Linked DNA regions of Pan troglodytes: all the other regions are linked to region 1. The links are chromatin contacts, called in public Hi-C maps. All regions are on one chromosome and are shown on one strand. Each heading gives the region's core, a stretch centred on a gene start, on an enhancer-like site or on the middle of the called end of the contact. The rest is flanking DNA. Distances are from core to core; before and after follow the strand shown.

Evidence for each region. Hi-C and Micro-C count contacts between places; a contact is called where the count stands out from the background.
Region 2: a Hi-C map of induced pluripotent stem cells shows a contact between it and region 1, with 3 times the contacts expected there. The contact joins two enhancer-like sites. A contact is called at or near these places in 3 of 7 Hi-C or Micro-C datasets (induced pluripotent stem cells and stem cell-derived neural progenitor cells).
Region 3: a Hi-C map of induced pluripotent stem cells shows a contact between it and region 1, with 2.8 times the contacts expected there. The contact joins two enhancer-like sites. A contact is called at or near these places in 2 of 7 Hi-C or Micro-C datasets (both in induced pluripotent stem cells).

What each region holds. Positions count from the first base shown.
Region 1 is chr3:140,130,928-140,134,910 of NHGRI_mPanTro3-v2.0_pri, forward strand. No RefSeq gene overlaps it. Among named protein-coding and RNA genes, the nearest start is that of NOCT, 340 kb to the right of the region's middle. Within about 2 kb of position 1,899, at least 11 of the 24 cell types and tissues checked have an H3K27ac peak or open chromatin away from gene starts, as enhancers often do. A contact at or near this core is called in induced pluripotent stem cells, where this site is marked.
Region 2 is chr3:139,271,715-139,275,213 of NHGRI_mPanTro3-v2.0_pri, forward strand. No RefSeq gene overlaps it. Among named protein-coding and RNA genes, the nearest start is that of PCDH18, 290 kb to the left of the region's middle. Within about 2 kb of position 1,912, at least 1 of the 24 cell types and tissues checked has an H3K27ac peak or open chromatin away from gene starts, as enhancers often do. A contact at or near this core is called in induced pluripotent stem cells, where this site is marked.
Region 3 is chr3:139,184,901-139,188,757 of NHGRI_mPanTro3-v2.0_pri, forward strand. No RefSeq gene overlaps it. Among named protein-coding and RNA genes, the nearest start is that of PCDH18, 200 kb to the left of the region's middle. Within about 2 kb of position 1,736, at least 2 of the 24 cell types and tissues checked have an H3K27ac peak or open chromatin away from gene starts, as enhancers often do. A contact at or near this core is called in induced pluripotent stem cells, where this site is marked.

The sequences.
Region 1 (3,983 bases), core at 649-3,148:
GCTTTGCTCACTTAGATGTTATTTTCCTTTAAAGGGCTGCTTGCCACAGAGACCGTTTTCCAAACAAAGTGCAATGCTGCCCCCTGGTGGTCGAATAGTGTGAGAGCACCTGTAGAAATCGGGCATCTCTCCTAGTTCTGCCTAGATTTCGTTTTGCTATCTTTTCATCCTCTGGAGTGCAAATATTTCTTCCTTAAAGATTCTCAGCACAGAGATATTTTCTGGATCACCTGTTTCACACACTAATCAACAGAGCATTTTATCCTAAAATATGAACTGTGTGCTGATTACAAAACAAGCCGTGGTGGTGAGTTAATTTTGCTTATAAAAATTAAGCAATCTCCCTGGAGGAAGCCCAGAAATCAAGCCTATTTCATATAACCTTTAGAATTCTGATTGGAATTCTCACTGGAAAGACATTTACTGAGAACTCAAGCTCAAGGAAATCAATGCCTGGGTCTGACAGACATTCCACTCCCAGACAAATGTATTTGATTTCAGATCATCCTTCAATCTTTGTACTGGGAATAAACCTAAGACCAAAAGCTCTGAAAATAACAATGCAGGTGATACACCGCACTATCAGAAGCCTCCTTCCAGAAATGCATGAAAACACAACAACTAGCTTAGAGAAAATTATATCAAATGAAAACACGTGGGGAGGGGTTGGCCGTAGAGCTAATCAGGACATAATTAGCTGAGAAGTCCAGGCATATGATCTAGTTTCCTGCAAACCATGATCCCTACCACCTGCATCAGGGTAACTTGGAAGTTTGTTTAAAAGGCAAATTTGGAGACTCCACCCAAATCTATTGAATTCAAAACTCTGGGGATAGGACCCAGAATTCTGCATTTTCCAGGCTCCTCGGGTAATGTGCACACTGAATTTTGAGAGCCATTGAGTAACACTTAATAGAATTTTAAATTTCCATTGAGAAGATTTCCTATTCAGAACTTCTCAAACATTATAAAGCTATAAAAAATAAACATATCAATTAATGCTTTTCCTTGATTTTCTCCAAAATTAAAGGGATATTTCTGATAATGGAAAGGCCCTGCCCAACCAATAAACAATGATCACAGCCAACAAAAATCAAGAGTATCACTTGTAATTGCTGATGATAATTTCTAATTGTACTTGTTACCCCAAAGCCATTCCTTTGAAAGCCCCATCAGTAAGTAGCATGAAGTGATTCATTAAACAGAAGCATCCACTAAATCAGAGGAGAAGACAGCCTTAAGATTACTACACAGATTTCTGCACTCACAAGAACAACCTGACTAAAACAAGCAAAAGAGAGAAAAAGAGAGAAAGAAAGAAGAAAGAAACAAGGAAGGAAGGAAAGAAGGAAAGAAAGAGAAAAGAAAGAAAGAGAAAGAAAAGAAAGAAAAAGAGAAAGCAAGCAAGCAGGCAACAAAAAAATGCAAGCAACTAACATTTCCCTGTTTTTCACCTCTTCTAAACTGCATGGCTGTTCTTGGTGCTGCCTCCTGCTCCCCTCCCTCTCCTGGGCCATGATTCCTGCCTCTCTCTATCATCATTTTATAACCACTTGTCATCGGGTCCCGTTCCAGGCTGTGGTGAGAATGGTGTGTGCTCTGGTCTTGCCAAGCCCAGGCAGAGGTGCCAGCACAGTCAGCTGCCTCCACACAGGCTACAGCCGTTGAGCAGATGCCAGCACCAACAGGTTGCATTTCATTGTTCCCCTTTATCGCCTGAATGCACCACAGGAGGAGAGGGCGCGGGATGGAGAAAGGCTTGTGTTTCTGCCTAAAGGAATCGGCATGCGGCTTAAAGAGGGTCTGCCTGCTCCGCCTGATCCACCCAGCATCCCTCAGTCACCAGCAGAAAGAGAAAGAGAAGCAGATCCCGAAGGTTTCACAACCTACACACGGGGAGGGCAGCGCCTCCGCTCCACCAGGCCGGAATCTCCCGAGACACCTTTGAAATCTCCCTCCCTCCTACACCACAGGGGAATCAGGTTACAGTGGAAATCTGGAAATGTCCCAATGGTCAAGCTGATGACCAAGAGCAATTTCTGCAAGGGAAGATCTGAAAGCACAAATGACATCAGGAAGAGAGGGAGGGATACCTGGACCGTGTCAGGTCTGTTTGTTCTGGGAGAGAGATCGAACATTACAAAGCATCCTTTAACTTAATATGGAATTTCAATACATCTCTGAAAGTGGGCTCTAAGTCAACACCGCCCACTGACAGCAAAAAGGAGGCTGAGGCAAGAATTTACCTCTGAGATTGGCTCTTGGTGTTTATGTCTGGCTGCAAAGAGAAGCAAATTGCAAATGTAATGATAAAATAGCTTAGAAGAGAAGGACTTTTTAATGAATTACAATAAATATATATTAATCCAAGTGTGCTCCCAAAGGCAGGATTTAAATTTTCCTAAATCAGCTAATATCTTAGTCAATTCTCCTCCGCTTGTATCTGGCCCATGTCACATGTTAAAATCTATACCACTTTATATCTCTCCTTAATTGCTCCATGTGGATAACTTGCATTTAAAACCAGTCCTCTTTGCCACTTGACCTTTAAAAGAAGATTAGAAAGTAAATTTTTCATCCAAACAAAGCTACCGTACTTCATACACACGAAATAAATCACAAACCGTACAGTTGAACAGGAATTCAATTAATGTTTTTGCCATTTTCAAGCCCGTATGGAACTGAAAACAACTGTTTCAAAGAAAAAATAAAAAGCATCCAAAAGTGTACTGGTGTTGCTTATTCATAAAAACTGATCTTCTAGTCTACTTTTGCCTTTTGTTCCTGTGGTAGAGAAAATAACGGCCTCCCTAAAGATGTCGGCGTGCTAATCCCTGGAACCTGTGAATATGTTGCCTTACATGGCATAAGGGCTTTACGAGTGTGGTTAAGGTAAGGACCTTGAGATGAGGAGATTACCCTGGATCATATATGTGAGTTTAACGGTAATCACGAGGGTCCTTCTAAAATGAAGGCAGGAGACTCAGTCAGAGAAGGAGAGGCCATGACAGGAGCAGAAGTAGGAACAGTGCCATTGCTGGCTTTCAAGATAGAAGCAGTCTCCCCTAAGGGATCTGAACAGCCACTAGAAGGTGGAAATGGCAAAGAAACAGATTCTCCTCTAGAGCCCCAGAAGGAACAGCCCTGTTGACAGCTTGATTTTAGCAAGTTAAGTTCCATTGTGGACTTTGGACCTCCAAAACCATAAGATAATAAATCTGTGTTGTTTTAAACCACTTTGTTACAGCAGCAAGAGAAAACTAATACAGTCTCCAAATCCTTTCTGAAAGAAATTGTGACTGTCATTTTCCATTTTCAAAAACTGACAATACAGCAGTGGCCAAACACTCAAAGTTAGTGATATTATTGGGTGTAATAAGAATCTGACACATACTTTATAGCTATGGGTGCCAACCCCTAGTGAAATAACTGATAATATTGAACATCTTAAGATAATAATCAATATAATAATAATTCAATATTATAAGAATAATCTTTCCCTTAAGGAAAGATTATTAAGGATTCATCACAGAGTACATTGGAATGATAAAATGTGCTCATGTTAACTGGCTTGGCAACCACTTTGTTTAACATTTCTTCTGATCCTCATGATTTTGCAAATAGTAGGCAATTGACACAGAAATTGGTTTTAAAATGGACAGAAAATCCACTAAAATGGACTTCCTCATCTGCATATCTACTAGATGAACCAGAACTCATTTTGTTGTGAAAAAAAAATGGAAGAGAAAAGTGCATCCTAGTCATGGAAGGCCATGGGAAAGGTGAGGGTGTGAGGGGGGCATCCTAGTACACAAACTTCCCTCCCACAGATGGAAGAAGACAATGTTCAGGCCTTCACCAAGGGGGGAAACAAGGATGTCTGACGTGCCATAGAAAACCTTGCCTTTGAACTGAACTTAGAAATGTTGACTCTATCTGGGCTAGCGCAAGAAAAGTGGGCTGAGATGCAATATCCTAGATTA
Region 2 (3,499 bases), core at 662-3,161, 860 kb before region 1:
TTGCTCTGTTGCCCAGGCTGGAGTTCAGTGGCGCCATCTCGGCCTCCCGGGTTCAAGTGATTCTCCTGCCTCAGCCTCCCAAGTAGTTGGGATTACAAGTGCTGCCACCACGCCCAGCTAATTTTTTGTATTTTTATTGGGGACGGGGTTTCACCATGTTGGCCAGGCTGGTCTCAAACTCCTGACTTCAGATGATTCGCCCACCTCAGCCTCCCAAAGTGCAAAAATCTGCATTTTTACTCCATTCTCCCCCATTTTGAATTTTGGATGTCAGAATTTATATCTTTTAATGTTGTCTATTTTTAATAAGTTATTATAGTTATTAGTTTTAAGTTTTGTCTTATCTTCATATGTGTAAATATAGTGTATGAGTGAAATATATATACTATATATATACCATATAGAAACTATATATATAGTTTACATGCCATGATTGTAATATTAAAAAATTCTGAATTTATCTGTGTACTGACTTTTACCAGCGATCTTCATACTTTCAGCTGCTTTTGTGTTATAGGTTAGCATCCATTTGTTTCAGGTTGAAGAACTCCCTTTAGAATTTCTTGTAAGACAGGTTGGGTGGTGATGAATTCCATTAGCTTTGTTTGTCTGGGGAAGTCTTTACTTCTCCTTCATGTTTGAGGAATAGCTTTGCTGGGTACAGTATTCTTGATTAGGAGGTTTTGTTTGTTTGTTTGCTTGTTTGTTTGTTTTTTCTTCAGCACTTTGAAAATACCATCTTACTTCCTCCTGTCCTCTAAGGTATCTGCTGAGAAGTCTGCTTCCAAGAATATTCAAACTTCCTTTTATGTTATTTGATTATTTTCTTTTGCTAGTATTAGGATCTACTCATCGTCTGTGACTTTTGAGAGTTTGATTATTTTATGCTTTGCAGTAGGGTTATTTGGGTTGAATCTGACTGGTGATCTTTGACCTATCTATACCTGGATATTTATTTCTCCACATTTGGAAAGTTTCCTGCTTGTTATTTCTTTGAATAATCCTTCTACCCCTTTGTCATCCTCACTTATTCTTGAATACCAGTGACTAGTACATTTTCTCTTTAGATGTTGTCCCATAGATATCTTAAGATTTAATTCCTTTTTATTATTTTTTCTTTTTCCTCTTCTGTGTTTTCAAATAGGCTGTCTCTGCATTCATGGATTCTTCTGCTTGATCAATTCTGCTGTTGATGTTCTCTGTTGCATTTTTCAGTTTGTTCAATGTATCTTTCAGCTATTTGATGTCTATTTGATTTTTTAATAATTTCAATTACTTTCTTAAATTTTTAAAGTTCTGAATTATTTCTGTGTTTTCTTGGAGTTTATTGACTTTCCTTTAAACGGCTATTTTGAATTCCTAGTCTGAGTGTTCACATATTTCCACTTCTTTATGGTCATTGGTATCCTGTTTTGTCCATTTGATGAGGTCATATTTTCCTGATTGCTCTTGACGCTTATGGATATATATCAATGTCTATGGATTTAAAAATTTAAAAACTATTTGTTCCAGTCTTTGCTATAGGCTTTGTGTCCAACTTTTTATTATATTCTGTCTAGACATACTGTGCTGATTGATATAGTGTTTCTTAGTTTGAGATTACTGCCTTTTCTTCAGCACTAGATGGAGCTCTAAACCCAGGTTTGCTGCAAGTGTACTGTGGGCTCTGAGGTTGGCATAGCATTTAACTTGGATAGGCCTAGAGGAGACCCAAGAAAGTTACCTGAGCTATGTGGAAACACCAGCTAGGGAATCATGCCTACACAACCCATGGACCATTCTTCCTGAAACATGGCATTGCTCAACAGCCTCTCTGATTTTGTGTTTCCTCTGGTGAGAATGGAGAGCAGCCATACTGACATTCTGGCTACTGCTAGCCCCATCCCCATTCTTTGTCTCTAGCTGGTCTCAAGTGCTTTAGTCCTGCAGGCACTCACTACAGGCACTCCTGTAGGTCAAGGCAAAAGAGAGTTTCCTGTGAAGAGACCCAGGATAGTGAGGAAGCTGAGTGTATTTTAGTTTTTAATACATAGCTATCTTAACTAAACATGTGTATAAAAATAATTTATTTTCATTAGAAATAATTTTATTTTTACCATAACATGTTTTTCTTTACCTTTATGTAATATAAATTCCTATCCTTTGAATTGATGGTGATACAAATGAAATGGGCTTTTTGAAAACTAGTGAATGCATGGTTATCTGTTAAGAGCTGAGGCATAGAGTAAAAGCACAGTGAAAACTGAAAAATATGTAAGTCATCATGAAGATGATTTAGAAACTAAAAAATATTAGTTTGCTAGATCTGTGCCAAAACAGTGGTTTTAAAAAACAAAAATTTAATGCCTTACAGTTCTAAAGACTAATGCCTAAAATTGAGGTATCAGCAGGGCCATAACTGCTCTGTGACTGAAAAGAATACTTCCTTACCTCTAGCTTCTGGTTTATCAGCAATCTTTAGAGTTTATCCGCTTGTAGATAGATGTATCACTCCAATCGCATGGCTATTTTTTCTCTGTGTCTTCATATCGTCTTTTCCCTGTGCATTTCTGCCTCTGGGTCCGAATTTTCTCTTTGTATAAGGACAATAGTCATATTGGATTAAAAGCCACCTTAGTGACCTCATCTTAACTTGGTTAAATCTGCAATGACACTGTTTCCAAATAAGGTCACATACTCAGGTTCTGGGGTTTAGGGCTTCAGCATATCATTTGAAAGGAATACAATTCAATTAATAAGAGTGGTAAATAGGACTTTCTCATGCTTTTCCCTCAGCAAAATCATGAAGTAAAGGAAACTGATTCTTGGATTATACCAAATCTTTTTATTGTGCTCATTTTTGTTGGTGAGTCTGATCCCTTCTCTCTCCTTCTCATTAGGAACGCTGAGCTCAGTGCCCATGCATGTACTCTTCCCTCTTACTCCTCTTTCATCATAATCAAACTGCTCATTGGTCTTATATTCACCCTCCATCATAAATTATAGCTTCAGGGAGTATGTACATGTGGGGTGAAATGGATCCTTAAAGAAACAGAGTATACAGAGCATAGCAGAAAGCATATCCTGTTTATAGAGGCTTTTCCAAAATAGTTTATTCCTAATTTTCTTCAATGCTCATGCTAATAGCTATGATTCATTTTTAGACTCAGACTCAGAATAAATATAGCATTCTAATTATTTTTAAGGAAAATGTATTTTTCCTTAATAATAAATAAATTGTGCTACTTTTATCTGTTTGAAGTAATTAAAACGAGGATTTTGATGTTTTAATCTACAAAATTATACTGCAGGCACAAAATCAGAAATATTGAGTTAAAAGAAGAACGGACAAATTATACCAACTTTCAGTTACATTGTAGTAAATTCCTTTTGGCAACCTGTATACATGTATACAACAGACAGACCTAACTGAGTTTTTAAAGAACAATTTCAATATATTCCTAAAGCCATTTTCAAGGATTTCTGTGATTGAGGGAAAATAAAAATAAGAGAAGTTAAT
Region 3 (3,857 bases), core at 486-2,985, 950 kb before region 1:
AACTCTGATTATAAAGAAAGGAAAACAAGCAAAGAAGCAAAGAGAACACTAAAAAAAGTCTACTCTTTAATTCCATTCACCCTTCTTTTTGACGTTTGATTGTTTCTATATGTATCTTTTCATACTCTCTATATCTTAAAAAGTTGTAATTATTATTTTTGATAGGTTTGCCTTTTATTTACTTTTTTTACTAAAGATATAAGTGGTTTGTTTACACACCACAATTACAGTGTTAGGATAGTCTGTCTTTTTTGTATACTTACTACTACCAGGGAGATTTCTATATTCAGATTATTTCTTTTTGTTAATTAGCATCATTTTCTTTCTGATTGAAGAACTCCCTTTAGCATTTCTTATAAGACAGGTCTGGTGTTGAAATCCCTCAGCTTTTATTTGTCTGGGAAAGCCTATTTCTCCTTCATGTTTTACGGATCATTTTGCTGGACATAATGTTCTAGGTTGGATTTTATTTCCCCTGCACTCTTAATATGTCATCCCACTCTCTATTCACCTGTAAAGTTTCCACTGATAAGACTACTACCAGACATATGGGAGCTCTTTTATATGGCATTTCCTTATTTTCTTTTAAAGCTTTTAGTGTCCATTCTTTATCCTTGACCTTTGACAGTTTTATTATTTTATGGCTTGAGGTGGTTTTATCTCGGTTGAACCTGCTTGATGTTCTATAAACTTACAGGACACAAATATTCATCTCTCTCTCTAGGCTTGGAAAGTTCTCTGTTATTATTTCTTTGAATAAATTTTCTACTTTGATCTCTCTCTCACTCTCTCTCTCCAATTTCTATAAAGCCAATCACTCTTAGATTTTCCCCTTTGAGGCTTTTTTTCTAGATCTTGTAGTTGTGTGTCTTTATTTTTTTTTCTTTTCTGTCTGTGTATTTTCATATAGCCTGCCTTCAAGTTTGCTATTTCTTATGCTTAGTCAATTCTGCTTTTAGGAGACTGATGTATTTTTCAGTTTGTCAATTCAATTTTTAGTTCCAGAATTTCTGCTTGATTTTTAAAAATTATTATTCCAGTCTTTTTGTTGTGTTTCTCTGATAGAATTCTAAATTATCTGTGTTATTTTCAAGTTCACTGACCTTCCTATAGACAGCTATTTTGAATTCTCTGTCTGAAAGGTCACATATCTCTAACACTCTAAGATTGCTCACTGGTGCTTTTATTTGGAGATGTCATGTTTCCTTTCAAATTCTTTTTTGTTTTGTTTTGTTTTTTTTGTTTTTTGTTTTTTGTTTTGTTTTTTGAAACGGAATCTCACTCTGTCTCCCAGGCTGGAGTGCAGTGGCGTGATCTCGGCTCACTGCAAGCTCCGCCTCCTGGGTTCACGCCACTCTCCTGCCTCAGCCTCGCGAGTAGCTGGGACTACAGGTGCCCGCCACCACGCCCGGCTAATTTTTTTTGTATTTTTAGTAGAGATGGGGTTTCACCGTGTTAGCCAGGATGGTCTCCATCTCCTGACCTCGTGATCCGCCCGTCTCGGCCTCCCAAAGTGCTGGGATTACAGGCGTGAGCCACCGCGCCCGGCCTCCTTTCATATTCTTAATGCTTGTGGACATTTGTCAATGTCTAGGCATTGAAGAGATAGGTATTTATTTTGATCTTGAGATTCTGGGCTTGTTTGTATTGGTCCTTGAAAAGGCTTTCCATGTGTTTAGAAGGGGTTGAGTGCTGTGATCTAAGCCCGTGGTCATTGCATCCATATCAGCACTAGAGGGCTCCCTAAGCTCAGGAATGCTGCACCCTTAAGGGACTCCTAGAGGGAGCGGCAGGCTTGAGTAAGATAAGAAAGAAAATTCGTGAAGCCTTCCATATTTTTTGGAAACCATCATCCTCAGCAAACTAACACAGTAACAGAAAACCAAACATCGCATGTTCTCACTCATAAGTGGGAGTTGAACAATGAGAACACATGGATACAGGGAGGCGAACATTATGAGAGGTGACAGCTGCTGGCAGTCCTCACAGCCCTCGCTCGCTCTCGGCGCCTCCTCTGCCTGGGCTCCCACTTTGGCGGCACTTGAGGAGCCCTTCAGCCCGCCGATGCACTGTGGGAGCCTCTTTCTGGGCTGGCCAAGGCCGGAGCCCACTCAGTTAGCTTGCAGGAAGGTGTGGAGGGAGAGGCGCCAGCGGGAGACGGGGCTGCGCGCGGCGCTTGCCGGCCAGCTGGAGTTCTGGGTGGGCGTGAGCTTGGCGGCCCCACACTCGGAGCAGCTGGTCGGCCCTGCCGGCCCCGGGCAATGAGGGGCTTAGCACCCGGGCCAGCGGCTGCGGAGGGTGTACTGGGTCTCCCAGCAGTGCCAGCCCGCCGGCGCTGCACTCGATTTCTCACCGGGCCTTGGCTGCCTTCCCGCGGGGCAGGGACTTGCAGCACGCCATGCCTGAGCCTCCCACCCCCTCCATGGGCTCCTATGCGGCTGGAGCCTCCCCAACGAGTGCCACCCCCTGCTCCACGGCGCCGAGTCCAATCGACCGCCCAAGGGCTGAGGAGTGCCGGCGCCGGGCTCGGGACTGGCAGGCAGCTCCACCTGCAGCCCCAATGTGGGATCCACTGGGTGAAGCCAGCTGGGCTCCTGAGTCTGGTGGGGACGTGGAGAACCTTTATGTCTAGCTCAGGGATTGTAAATACACCAATCGGCACTCTATATCTAGCTCAAGGTTTGTAAACACACCAATCAGCACCCTGTGTCTAGCTCAGGGTTTGTGAGTGCACCAATCGACACTCTGTATCTAGCTACTCTGGTGGGGCCCTGGAGAACCTATGTGTCCATACTCTGTATCTAACTAATCTGGTGGGGATGTGGAGAACCTTTGTGTCTAGCTCAGGGATTGTAAACGCACCAATCAGCGCCCTGTCAAAACAGACCACGAGGCTCTACCAATCAGCAGGACATGGGTGGGGCCAGATAAGAGAATAAAAGCAGGCTGCCCCAGCCCGCAGTGGCAACCCGCTCGGGTCCCCTTCCACACTGTGGAAGCTTTGTTCTTTTGCTCTTTGCAATAAATCTTGCTACTGCTGACTCTTTGAGTCCACACTGCTTTTATGAGCTGTAACACTCACCGCGAAGATCTACAGCTTCACTCCTGAAGCCAGCGAGACCACGAGCCCACCGGGAGGAAGGAACAACTCCAGACGCACTACCTTAAGAGCTCTTAACACTCACCGCCAAGGTCTGCAACTTCACTCCTGAGCCAGCGAGACCACGAACCCACCAGAAGGAAGAAACTCCGAACATATCTGAACATCAGAAGGAACAAACTCCAGGAGCGCCACCTTAAGAGCTGTAACACTCACCACGAGGGTCCACGGCTTCATTCTTGAAGTCGGTGAGACCAAGAACCCACCAATTCCAGACACAGTTACACAGCGGGGCCTGTCGGGGAAAAGGGAAGGGAGAGTATTATAACAAATACCTAACGCATGCCGGGTTTAAAACCTAGATGACGGGTGGATAGGTGTAGCAAACCACCACGGCACGTGTATGCCTATGTAACAAACTTGCATGTTCAGCACATATATCCCAGAACTTAATTTTTTTTAAAAAGAAAAAATTCCCTGGGTTACTAAGGGAATTACTAAGCAAAGACTCTCACTCCCTTTCCTCTCTTTCACCTAATCAGAAGGAATTTCTCTTCATGTTAGGCTGCCTGGAGTTGGGGGAGGGCAATTCTGTGGCCACCACAGCTGGGAGTGTGCTGGGTCATCCCCGAGGGCAGCACAGTACTGGGTCTTGTCCAAGGCCCATGATGACTACTACCTGGCTACTGCTGATGTTTATTCCACGACCAGGGGCTCTTTTGTCAGTAGATGGTGAATCCAGCCAGAAATGGATCCT